Linked DNA regions of Gasterosteus aculeatus: region 2 is linked to region 1. The links are chromatin contacts, called in public Hi-C maps. All regions are on one chromosome and are shown on one strand. The core of a region is the stretch at or near the end of the contact, and the rest is flanking DNA. Distances in the headings are between cores, read along the strand shown.

The links. A called contact is a pair of places that touch in the nucleus more often than the background predicts.
Region 2: a contact with region 1 is called in a Hi-C map of skeletal muscle, with 2.3 times the contacts expected there. The contact joins the promoter of fam189a2 here to the enhancer-like site in region 1. A contact is called at or near these places in 3 of 6 Hi-C or Micro-C datasets (skeletal muscle and tail fin).

Annotation. Positions count from the first base shown.
Region 1 is chr13:727,262-733,021 of fGasAcu3.hap1.1, reverse strand. tjp2b (tight junction protein 2b (zona occludens 2)) reads right to left here. Exons shown (of 24, transcript XM_078087096.1): 2 at 2,559-2,676. Among protein-coding and RNA genes, the nearest start is that of LOC144386341, 8.1 kb to the left of the region's middle. Within about 2 kb of position 2,606, at least 1 of the 9 cell types and tissues checked has open chromatin away from gene starts, as enhancers often do.
Region 2 is chr13:785,025-790,784 of fGasAcu3.hap1.1, reverse strand. fam189a2 (family with sequence similarity 189 member A2) reads right to left here and starts at 3,106. Exons shown (of 11, transcript XM_040169998.2): 1 at 2,539-3,106; 2 at 1,160-1,216. The coding sequence starts at 2,817.

The DNA.
Region 1 (5,760 bases), core at 1,357-3,856:
TCATGTAAAAGGAAGCAAGGATGATGAAAAAAGAGCTGCATGGAACAGAGCGTATGATGCTCCCGCTGATCATGACCGAGACATCGTCTCCTTTAAGGAGCTAATGACCTAACGTTATGTCCATAGTGGGAGCCAGCAGCCAACAACCAGTCACCTCATCACAACACTGATTATATTCCCAACGGCTGAAAGGTGTTTCTTTAAACACATCTGGATGTGAGTTCAGGACCAGATCAGAAGCATTTAGTTTTCTTTTGTAGTCTGAGTAGAATTTACCCACCATGATGGTAAATGTGTGAGTTGGTCGAAGGCCAAACGTGTGTGAAACGAGGAGGAGAGCATCGGCACGGCAACAACTGGAGAAGGTTCAGCATTCAGGTAACAAACGACTTGTCAGCGGACTGCAAACAAGCAGCTCGCGGGTTCCGGATGTTCGCTCCGCTGCACCGGGTCGACCCACAGCCGATGGGTCGTGCTGTGAAGGCAGTGAGTTGTGTCTGAAAGGTGGTGCACCCATCGGGTGCGTTGTAACAGGTGGAGAAGACAAAGAGCCAATAAATAATCACCTCACACTGTTTCCATACTCAGAAGACACAGAGCGGCGTTCTGTTTGGAGGCGCGTTTGTGTCCACCTGCTGAACTGAAGTCCAATATTCACCCTCCTGTTAGCTCGGTTTTTGGTCTCCAGAAATCAACAAGACCTTCTTGGTCAGAGACGCGTTTAAAGAGCTGGTGACTCCTTTCTGATACACCGCTTGTCAAATTCAGCTACTGACTGTCAGTTCTCTGTGATGGAAAAGGAGCCCATGTGTGCCGCTCTCTGCTCGCTCTGCACAGCATCGCTGTGGAAGCTCCTCAGAAGTGTTCTGCATCGACTACTCAGGACACAAGCAGCGAGCGAGGAGCTGCAGCGCAAAACTACGTGTCTGCTGTTTGCTGTTGTTGGGGCACAGGAGGAGAATGAGGGAGGACGAGCAGGGGGAAGCCGGTGAACGAGTCTGACCCGGCACACTGATGCTGCATCCACTGTCTATTGGCATGTTGGAAGGTTACAGAGCCCCCCCACCCCCCCCCCCCCCCCGGACTGCAATGCAGTCAAGAGCTCCGTTTGGATGGAGCTACATGTGTTGTGTTCACAGGGACCAGAAGCTGAACATCCAGAACTCCTGTGGGTACAAAAAGAAGATGTCTATGAGATGCTGATTTACTCCCCAGTACGCGATGTAAACATGTGGTCATGGGCTCTAGTTTCATGTCTTCTGCAATACATCATGTTGTTCATTGAAGATCCATTTACAGGCAAATAGACCCAAAGCAGGGTCGGCCCCCTGTGATTGACAGCTCACTACCACGATGTAGTGCGTGATTTTGTTTTACAGCTTTAACCCTTTTGTTCGTTCAGTTCATGAAAGTTGGTTTTGGTTGGTCGGCGTTCATTTGGACTTTGATCCACCTTCTTCTGTCACGTCGTTGGCAACGTGCTGAATGCTGAACATGAGGATTCTAAACCACGGTCCACCAACCAGGAAGATCTACAGGGCTCCGTACGTTTCCACAGTCCTGAAGAATAATTTGACTTGTCGCAATGAACACAGGTCTTTAAATAGGAGTCTTATACGGGTCCACAGCAGAGAGCAGCCTGCTGGGAGACAGCAGCTATTTTCTCTTCTCTTGAAGTCAAACAGGCCACAATTAATCAAAGAGACGCACCGACGGCAGGAGGTGAAAGAGAAGGCCTCTATCTTTAGCTTTCTCCGTCTTCACATTGTGTGGAGGTTGATGGAAATGTAAAAAATCCTCGGATGAAGTCACAATTCACAAATGAAAGAGAGTTAAAAGGATCTGAGGGAAAGTGAGCAGAGGGCTCATTTCCGTTAAAAGAGACAGTTTTGGTCTTTTCATGCAGTTCTCCAGGGCCCTGCATGGCCACGTATTACCTGCAGTGGATGCACACAGCGCTGCTCCAGCATGGGAGCAAAGCAATGCAACACCTAACAACCAATGTAAAGGTAAATGCTACATTTAGGGTGTTTGCACCGGTTTACCTGGCTGTGATTAAGCCAAACAGTCCATGTTTAATGGGGACTGAAGCAGTTATTCATGGTCGCAACAAGCCGGCAGAAACAACAGTAACTTCACTTTCAGAACTCAGCAGTTAGTTGTAGAGCTGCCTGGAGAAAACCAAGCTGCATTCTGCGTTTTAAATGAAAATATTCTAAATATAGAACTGTTGTTTCTTTCAGGTGTCTACAATACGTCCACAGGCGCACTTTGCTGTCCCCCCGTGCTCGTACTCCTGTCAGCTCCATGTGATGTAGGAAAGAAGTTCACACATCCCCACTTCAAAACGCACAACAGGAAGCTGGAAACCGAAGCAGGAGAAATGGAACAGGGAGAAACAATGTGATCCAGAAGCTGTTAAGAAAAGGAGCTCATCACAGCCACGGGCAGAGAACAGAACATAAACCTTTCATGACTGTACATGTTAAGTGTGAGTTGTGTGACATCGGCGGCTGTGGAGTTTCCTGCTGGTGTGCAGAAGCGTGTTGGTGGAATACCTGGTGACGGCAGGGAGTCAGGCACATGCATGGGGTGGGAGGCTGCTGGGGGTGCAGGCAGTGTGTGTTTAAGCCATCCGAGTGCCTCAGCACACTCACCTCTGAGCTGCACCACTCCCTACAAGGAAACACCAGGGTCAGCACGTTTTAACGCTGCGCACTCACGCACACAGAGACACAACATGAACACGCATGCAGCAGCTTTAGCAATGATCAATTCATTTGTAAAAAAGATGCTCATTCAACAACACACAGCAAGCTTGTACTGAAATAGAAGTTGCAGATGCAGATTACATGACATTTAGCTGATGTTTTTTATCCAAAGCGACTTACATTACATTTTTAACCCATGGCTTTTTACATTTATGCCCAGGGAGCAATTAGGGGTGAGGTGTCTTGCTCAGGGACACTTCAACATGGGGCAGCCAGGACTCAAACCACCAACCATGTGGTTGCCAGCGCCACTAGCTCTACCCATGTGATTAAAGGACTGGTTCCACACTGCTTTCCCTTTGGCGAGCAGCAAACCAGCAGCTGTGACCCCGTATGAGAGCAGCACACAGGGACTCACATTCACTGGCAGCACAGAGTGTGTGACAATGTAGGCTCAGGTAGACTTTTGCTTAGTCTGACTAGTTTTCTGTGGCTATGATAATGCTCTGAATTTGTAATGTGACACCACAGTATACATGTTTTAAAAAGGCCTGTCATATAGTTGGATTCACTTCTGATTCTTTATAAACAGACTTTGAGGAAAAAATCAGATCAAAGTTTTACCAGTCAGGGATGAAGAGTCTGGGATAAAGAGTCAAGAATAAAGAGTCAAGAATAAAGAGTTAGGGATAAAGTGTAAGGGATAAAGAGTCAGGGATGAAGAGTCAGGGATGAAGGGTCAGAGATGAAGAGTCAGGGGTGAAGAGTCTGGGATAAAGGGTCAGGGATGAAGAGTCTGGGACAAAGGGTCAGGGATGAAGAGTCAGGCATAAAGAGTCAAGGATGAAGAGTCAGGGATAAAGAGTCAGGGATGAAGAGTCAGGGGTGAAGAGTCAGGGATAAAGAGTCAAGGATGAAGTGTTAGGGGTGAAGAGTCAGGGATGAGAAGTCAGGGATGAAGGGTCAGGGATGAAGAGTCAGGGGTGAAGAGTCAGGGATGAAGAGTCAGGGATGAAGGGTCAGGGATGAAGGGTCGGGGATGAATGGTCGGGGATGAAGGGTCAGGGTTGAAGGGTCAGTGATGAAGGGTCAGGGATGAAGAGTCAGGGATGAAGTGTCAGGGATGAAGGGTCGGGGATAAATGGTCGGGGATGAAGGGTCAGGGATGAAGGTTCAGGGATGAAGTGTCAGGGATGAAAAGTCAGGAATGAAGAGTTAGGGATGAAGGGTCAGGGATGAAGGGTCGGGGATGAAGAGTCAGGGACGAAGGGTCAGGGATGAAGGGTCAGGATGAAAAGTCAGGAATGAAGAGTCAGGGATGAAGGGTCAGGGATGAAGGGTCAGGGATGAAGGGTCAGGGATGAAGGGTCAGGGATGAATGGTCGGGGATGAAGTGTCAGGGATGAAAAGTCAGGAATGAAGAGTCAGGGATGAAGGGTCATGGATGAAGGGTCAGGGATGAAGAGTCAGGGGTGAGAAGTTAGGGGTGAAGTGTCAGGGATGAAGGGTCAGGGATGAAGGGTCAGGGATGAAGTGTCAGGGATGAAAAGTCAGGAATGAAGAGTCAGGGATGAAGGGTCAAGGATGAAGGGTCAGGGATGAAGAGTCAGGGATGAAGAGTCAGGCATAAAGAGTCAAGGATGAAGAGTCAGGGATAAAGAGTCAGGGATGAAGAGTCAGGGGTGAAGAGTCAGGGATAAAGAGTCAAGGATGAAGAGTTAGGGGTGAAGAGTCAGGGATGAGAAGTCAGGGATGAAGGGTCAGGGATGAAGAGTCAGGGGTGAAGAGTTAGGGGTGAAGAGTCAGGGATGAAGGGTCAGGGATGAAGGGTCGGGGATGAAGGGTCAGGGATGAAGGGTCAGGGATGAAGGGTCGGGATGAAGTGTCAGGGATGAAAAGTCAGGAATGGAGAGTCAGGGATGAAGTGTCAGGGATGAAGGGTCAGGGATGAAGGGTCGGGGATGAAGGGTCAGGGATGAAGGGTCGGGGATGAAGGGTCGGGGATGAATGGTCGGGGATGAAGTGTCAGGGATGAAAAGTCAGGAATGAAGAGTCAGGGATGAAGGGTCGGGATGAAGTGTCAGGGATGAAGGGTCAGGGATGAAGGGTCAGGGATGAAGAGTCAGGGATGAAGGGTCATGGATAAAGAGTCGAGGATGAAGAGTCATGGCTAAAGAGTCAATGCTCGTTACAGGCATAGTTTATTTTTAAAATAAACTGACAATGAAGTGAGTGAGTCCTGGGTGAAAGACCTGTTTCTTTGAGCATCCATCTTTCTCAAACGGCTGCATTGACCAATGACACGGATGAGTTTACATTGGAGTTACATTTATATACTGCACATTCATTGTTGTTGTTTTGCCCCTTTTTAGTATTCTCAAAGGTACATGAAAGCCTTTCATTCATGTTGAGAAAGATAAAGGCTTGTGTGAAATGTTAAAAATCATAGTGTTCAAATGACAGTGTGTTATTTTCTCCATCTTTTCCAACGCACAAGGAAACATATTTTTAGTAGGTTACCCAGGACACAAGAATACACACCTATTAATAGTTAGATAAAACAACTGACAAATTGAACTATGAATATTGCAGCTGGATGAGCAGTCTCGTCTATATGAACAAGGGTATTTCAACCTTAAAGAACATGAGACAGAATAACCTCCCTCCCAAGCACAAAGCAATAATCATGAGCATGTTCCCATTTCCCTTTTTACAATTATCAAAATGCTTCTCAAAAAATGTGGGCACAGAAATTAAAAAAGAAATCTTTACACTAGGGCTAAAAGAATATATATTACATTACATGTCATTTAGCTGACGCTTTTATCCAAAGCGACTTACATTACACTTTAAACCCAGGGCTTTTACATCTTTGCCCTGGTGGGGTTAGGTGTCTTGCTCAGGGACACTTCGACTTGAGACATGGGGCAGCCAGGACTCAAACCACCAACCTTGCTATTCCCAGACACACGCTCTAACCCCTGCGCCACGACGACCCCTTATACAGTATACAGTACAGTATAGTACATATACTTGGTTGAGATGTAAA
Region 2 (5,760 bases), core at 1,857-4,356, 57 kb before region 1:
AAAGACAACGGCATTAACCTTCAGTCTGCCATCTTTGTAGCAGAAGGAATGTTCAAACGTGTTAAAGGTTTTCATGGGCACATGAGAACGAGAAGCTGCACTGCAGAGCAGCGCTGGACGTTCCCTTCTTCATACGAGCCCCTTGGTGCTTCGTCCAAGTCACGAGCCACTAGCATGTTCCATTTGATTGGGCTGGAAGGAGTAGTCCACAGACCAATGGGCGACTTTAAGGGACCACGGTCTGTGGTTCCATCACACAGCGACTGTCAGACCAAATGTTCCAGGTTAAACGGTACGAAACACCTCAATCCATTAACAACTGATGACTTTCTGTTCTCTGTTGAGACGGTCTATCAAATGTCTTTTATCACTTTATTTTTGTCTTTTCAAAACAAACAGGATACACACACATCCGACCAACCGCTGCTGCTCTGAATGAAGGTCACTGCAGCACCAGGGTGCTTCTGTCACAGAAACCCATCTGACACCAGCTGATTGTGGGATTACTGACCAAGGAGCTGCTCAGCCCGGTGTGGTCGTCCTCCAATCACAGGGTTGGCGGTTCGATTCCCAGGCCCGGCCTGTCAATGTGTCCTTGGGCAAGACACTGAACCCACCCTTTCCCCCGCGGCTGTGACTACAGTGTGTGACTGTCAGCGACTGATGGACGGGTGGAACTGTGTGGTTCTCCTGTGATGACATGAAGCGCTTTGAGTGCTCGGAAGACGAGGAAAGCATTTACCATTGCTGCTACCATGGTAACCACCGGTGCTACATCGATGAGTTTACTGAGGAGCTGCAGCTTTACACTTTGACATTTCCATTAACAGGTTTGCTTTCCTGTGGGAAGACGTGTGCCTAAAGTTGGTACATGCTGCATTCTCATTTATTAAGCGAAGTATTAAGAACGAAAAGCTATTCCCTCACACTTCCATATAATCTATATCTGATGGGACCGATGACGTGGGCCAGAGAGCGGCGTATCACATCAGCTCAGCTCGTTATTTCATGTCCTCTCAACCTCCAGCAGAGGGACGGAGCCCTGGGAACCTCCAGACTACTGTGCTGCATAGGAACGGACGAGCCGTGGTGAAGTGTTTCATATTTAAAAGCAACACAACATCATGCAATCAGAAGTAAAACCAGGTCCAATGCTCACCAGTAACAGCATAGGCCTCCTCCATGTGGTGAGACCTACGATGCCTGACAGTATGACCTGGAAACAAACCCAGAGAAGTCATTATTCCAAGAACACAACACAGGACCAAACAAACAAATACACATAATTAACGAAGAGTCCAGGCACGTGATGAGTTGGGCATTGGATAAGCCTCTGGGCGAGAGGGGCTGCATCTCCATATCAAGCAAACAGATCAAATCTGCATCTGCATGTGTTGGTTAGGTGCGTCTGGCGCAAATTCAATTCAATTCATTTTATTTTGTAGAGCCCAAAATGGCAAATTACAAATGTGCCTCCGAGGGCTTTACAGTGTGTACACATACGACGTCCTCTGTCCCCAAACGCTCCCATCGACACAGGAAACACCCCCCAAACATAAAAGCCTTCATGGGGAGGAAACCTCAGTGAGGACGTCAGAGGAGGATCCGTCTCCTGATGGACAGACCGCAACGATGTCATGTGTACAAGACGAATAATGCGTTCAATTCATTATTGTAATAATTGCCTCTTAAACACGTTGTGGGTCTTTCCTCATTTCATTCACTCATTATCCGTCCTTGTTTGTTATGTAATCAATGTATGGTGTTGAGTCCTCCACCATTACGTTCACTAGCACTATTACAGTGCAGCTCCCCCCCGACGGTAACACAACACGCACAATGTGGTGTGTAGCACAGGAATGTAGCTGCAGAGGGCTTTGTCCCTAAATAGCTTTGGATGGATGGAGATACGTAACACGAGCAAAGGGAGGGGGGGGGGGGCTGCTACAGTCAGATGACGTGTGAGTGGAAGGAGACGGTGGGGGGCCAACAACAAAAACACCACCACCACCACCAACACCACCACCACCACCACCAACAACACCACCACCAACACCACCTAAACGAATTATCCATAAATGTATGATTAGGATACAATGCCATATAATCCAGTTTGGCCCCTTAGATAAATTGTGTATCAGTATTCTGCACCAACACTGCTGTCAGGATGGAACAACAGTTTCAACACAGACATATTCTTTTAAATAGTTAAATAGAACCAATCGAGACATTAAGAAGTGTGATTGTAAATGCATCTGACAGCGGTTAAAGTGGCATTTGCGTCCTATCACAGTAGGTCCAAGTAGACTGAAGACTCCGTCTGGATGTCCATCTGAAGGCAGCGTGTCCTCCGGAGGAGACGCACCGCGCGCACGGCACCAGGAAGCAGGTAAACCGACCGGTTCAACTGCTTTTAAAGTTGATCAAATGGATGTTCGCTGGGTTTCCTTGTCGATAGACGGAATAAATAGATATTTGTCACCGCGAGGCGGAGGACGACTGCGACCACAGGCGCCATTCCACCCTGGAGCGACTCACCGAGGAGCCCGCCCAGAAGGGGCAGGAGGTCCGCACGGGGGCCGCGCTGCTGAGGGACCGCGCTCCGAAGCACAGCGCCACCATGGAGCCGCCGAGCAGCAGCTGCAGCAAGCCCAGGGAGAGCAGCGGCCGCCCGGGCAGCAGCAGCCGCGAGCCGCCGCCCGGGACCCGCGACGAGGCGGACGGCCCGCGCGGTCGGGTTCGGTAGGGCTGCTCGGCGAGCTGCGGAGCCCCGGCGACCGGACAGCAAGACCCCGGCAGCAGCACCGGGAGCGACATCTGGAGGCCCGACGGCCACCGGAGAGCCGCGCGCTCCTCGTTCTCCCCTCCGGAAGGAGAGGGGGGGTTCACGGCCCGCAGGGTGGGTCCCCGCCGCTCGGGGCCGCTGCCATGGTGGGTGCTGCTCGCCGAACTGAGCCCAGCGGCTCCGGACGGGGGGCAAACAACACCTAAATATACCACCCGGAAGTCAAACGCAGAGCCAGGATGGAAGCGCTCACACGTGTTAAATATAGAGACCACCGGGAATGTGCGCGAGGCCGTGCGCAAACACGGAAAGTGCACACACACTATGCTATACACAATATATATAGAGATAGATATATATATAAAAATTAAAAAATAAAAATTATAAATTATATATATATGTATATATATATATATATATATATAGTTTATGTACAGCTGATGCACCTGGTTGTATAAAGGAGGTTGAGATATGGTCTGGCCATAGCAGACCTTATCCCTGTCTCTATGGTCATAAACATTAAGGGTCTACCTGAGCTTGTTTGTAGCCATAAACAAGGTGAGATGCAGGACTGGACTAAACTCTCAGAAGATAATCTGCAATATCACAAGTTACTGACTGATGTGCACTTGAGAGACATTGGCTCTACTTAATCATATGCTTTATGCTGATGATTTGGTGGTACTGTCTCCCTCCAGTGCTGGCCTACAGCAACTTCTAAGAATATGCTCTCAATATGGACTGATGTTTGATATAAAATGTAACTCTATGAATAGTGTGGCAGTGATTGCCAGAACTATCCTTCTTTCTCATTGGCAGTCACTAGAAGTTGTAAAGAAAGTTAAATATCTAGGACATGTGATCAGAGATGACCTGTGTGATGATGATGATGATGATGATGATGATGATGATGTGCAGCGTCAGTGTGGAAAACTGTATGGGCGGGCGAACATGCTGGTACGCAAATTTCAATGTGCACTTCTGATGTTAAAATCGCACTTTTCAGAACTTATTGCACCCCACTGTATACTGCCCACCTGTGGTGTTATTTTAGTAAGTCGAAGATGAAAAAACTTCAAGTGGCTCATAATGATGCACTGAGAATTGTGCTTAAAGTCCCTCGGTGGAATAGTGCCAGTGAAATGTTTGTGTCCAATAAAGTGCCCACTTTTAAAGCTGTTTTAAGAAATTGTATGTATAGATTCATGTGCAGATTGACAGAGTCCAAGAATATGATCGTTGTGTCCTTAGTGGATGTCTCCAAGAGGGACACAAGGTATACATCGTGCGTCTGGAGACATTGGACCCGAAGACTGTATAAGTTTTTATAAATGATGCCTCGTCTGCATCATTCTTAAATGTTGTTTGTATTGTTTTTTTAATCTGTATGTATTCTCTATGGACCTCTGTGTCTGGAATAAAGTTGATTGATTGATATATATATACACAATATACACACACACATCAGTTAATAGTCCAGAATATTTCATTAAATAGCAGTTACTTGTTTAATACCGTAAATGTCAGCTTATACGTGCAATAAAATCCAAGTGCTGAGTTGACCGCAGTGTATAAACACATATTATTAGTGGTGGCTGGTGAGGTTTTCAGTTTCAGTAAACATCCCAGTATGATTCAATGCAAAAAAGGTATTATTCAACATTTATTCCAACAGTTTGACATAATAAAGGACATCTGATTGATACAATTCAGTATATTAATTATATATATAACCATAAATATGTATAAAACAGTATTCGGTATATGATATAACTACCATTCAATTCAATTCATTTTATTTTGTATAGCCCAAAACTGCAATTTAGAAATTAGCCTCAAAGAGTTTTACAGTCTGTACACATACGACATCCTCTGTCCCGAAACCCACCATCAGCACAGGAACATCCCCCCAAACAATGAGAACCCTTCCAGGAGGGAAGAACCCTTAGGGAGAGGGTCAGAGGAGGATCCCAGTCCTCTTCTTGTCCCCAAGAAACCCAGGACCACAGGACTCAATGACTACAGGCCCGTCACCCTGACCTCGGTAGTCATGAAGTCTTTTGAACGGCTAGTCCTGTCCCACCTGAAGTCCCTCACCGACCCTCCTGGACCCCCTGCAGTTCGCCTACAGAGCCAACAGGTCTGTGGACGACGCTGTCAACATGGCCCTCCACTACATCCTCCAGCATCTGGACTCCCCAGGAACCTACGCCAGGATCCTGTTTGTGGACTTCAGCTCTGCTTTCAACACCATCATTCCGTCTCTGCTGCAGGACAAACTCTCCCAGCTGCACGTGCCCGACTCCACCTGCAAGTGGATCACAGACTTCCTGTCTGACAGGAAGCAGCACGTGAAGCTGGGGAAACATGTCTCAGCCTCTCGGACCATCAGCACCGGTTCCCCCCAAGGCTGCGTTCTTTCCCCTCTGCTCTTCTCCCTGTACACCAACAGCTGCACCTCCAGCCACCAGTCCGTCAAGCTCCTGAAGTTTGCGGATGACACCACCCTCATTGGACTGATCTCTGGTGGGGACGAGTCCGCCTACAGGTGGAGTCTGACCATCTGGTGTCCTGGTGCAGTCAGAACAACCTGGAGCTCAACGCTCTAAAGACAGTGGAGATGGTTGTGGATTTCAGGAGGAACAGAGCCCCACCCTCCCCCATCACCCTGTGAGACTCCCCCGTCACTATTGTGGATTCCTTCCGTTTCCTGGGCTCCATCATCACCCAGGACCTCAAGTGGGAGCTGAACATCAGCTCCATCACCAAGAAGGCTCAGCAGAGGTTGTTCTTCCTGAGGCAGCTGAAGAAATTCAACCTGCCAAAGACGATGATGGTCCACTTCTACACGGCCATCATGGAGTCCATCCTCTGCTCCTCCATCACCGTCTGGTACGCTGCAGCCACAGCCAAGGACAAGGGCAGGCTGCAGCGTGTCCTCCGCTCTGCAGAGAGGCTGATCGGCTGCAATCTGC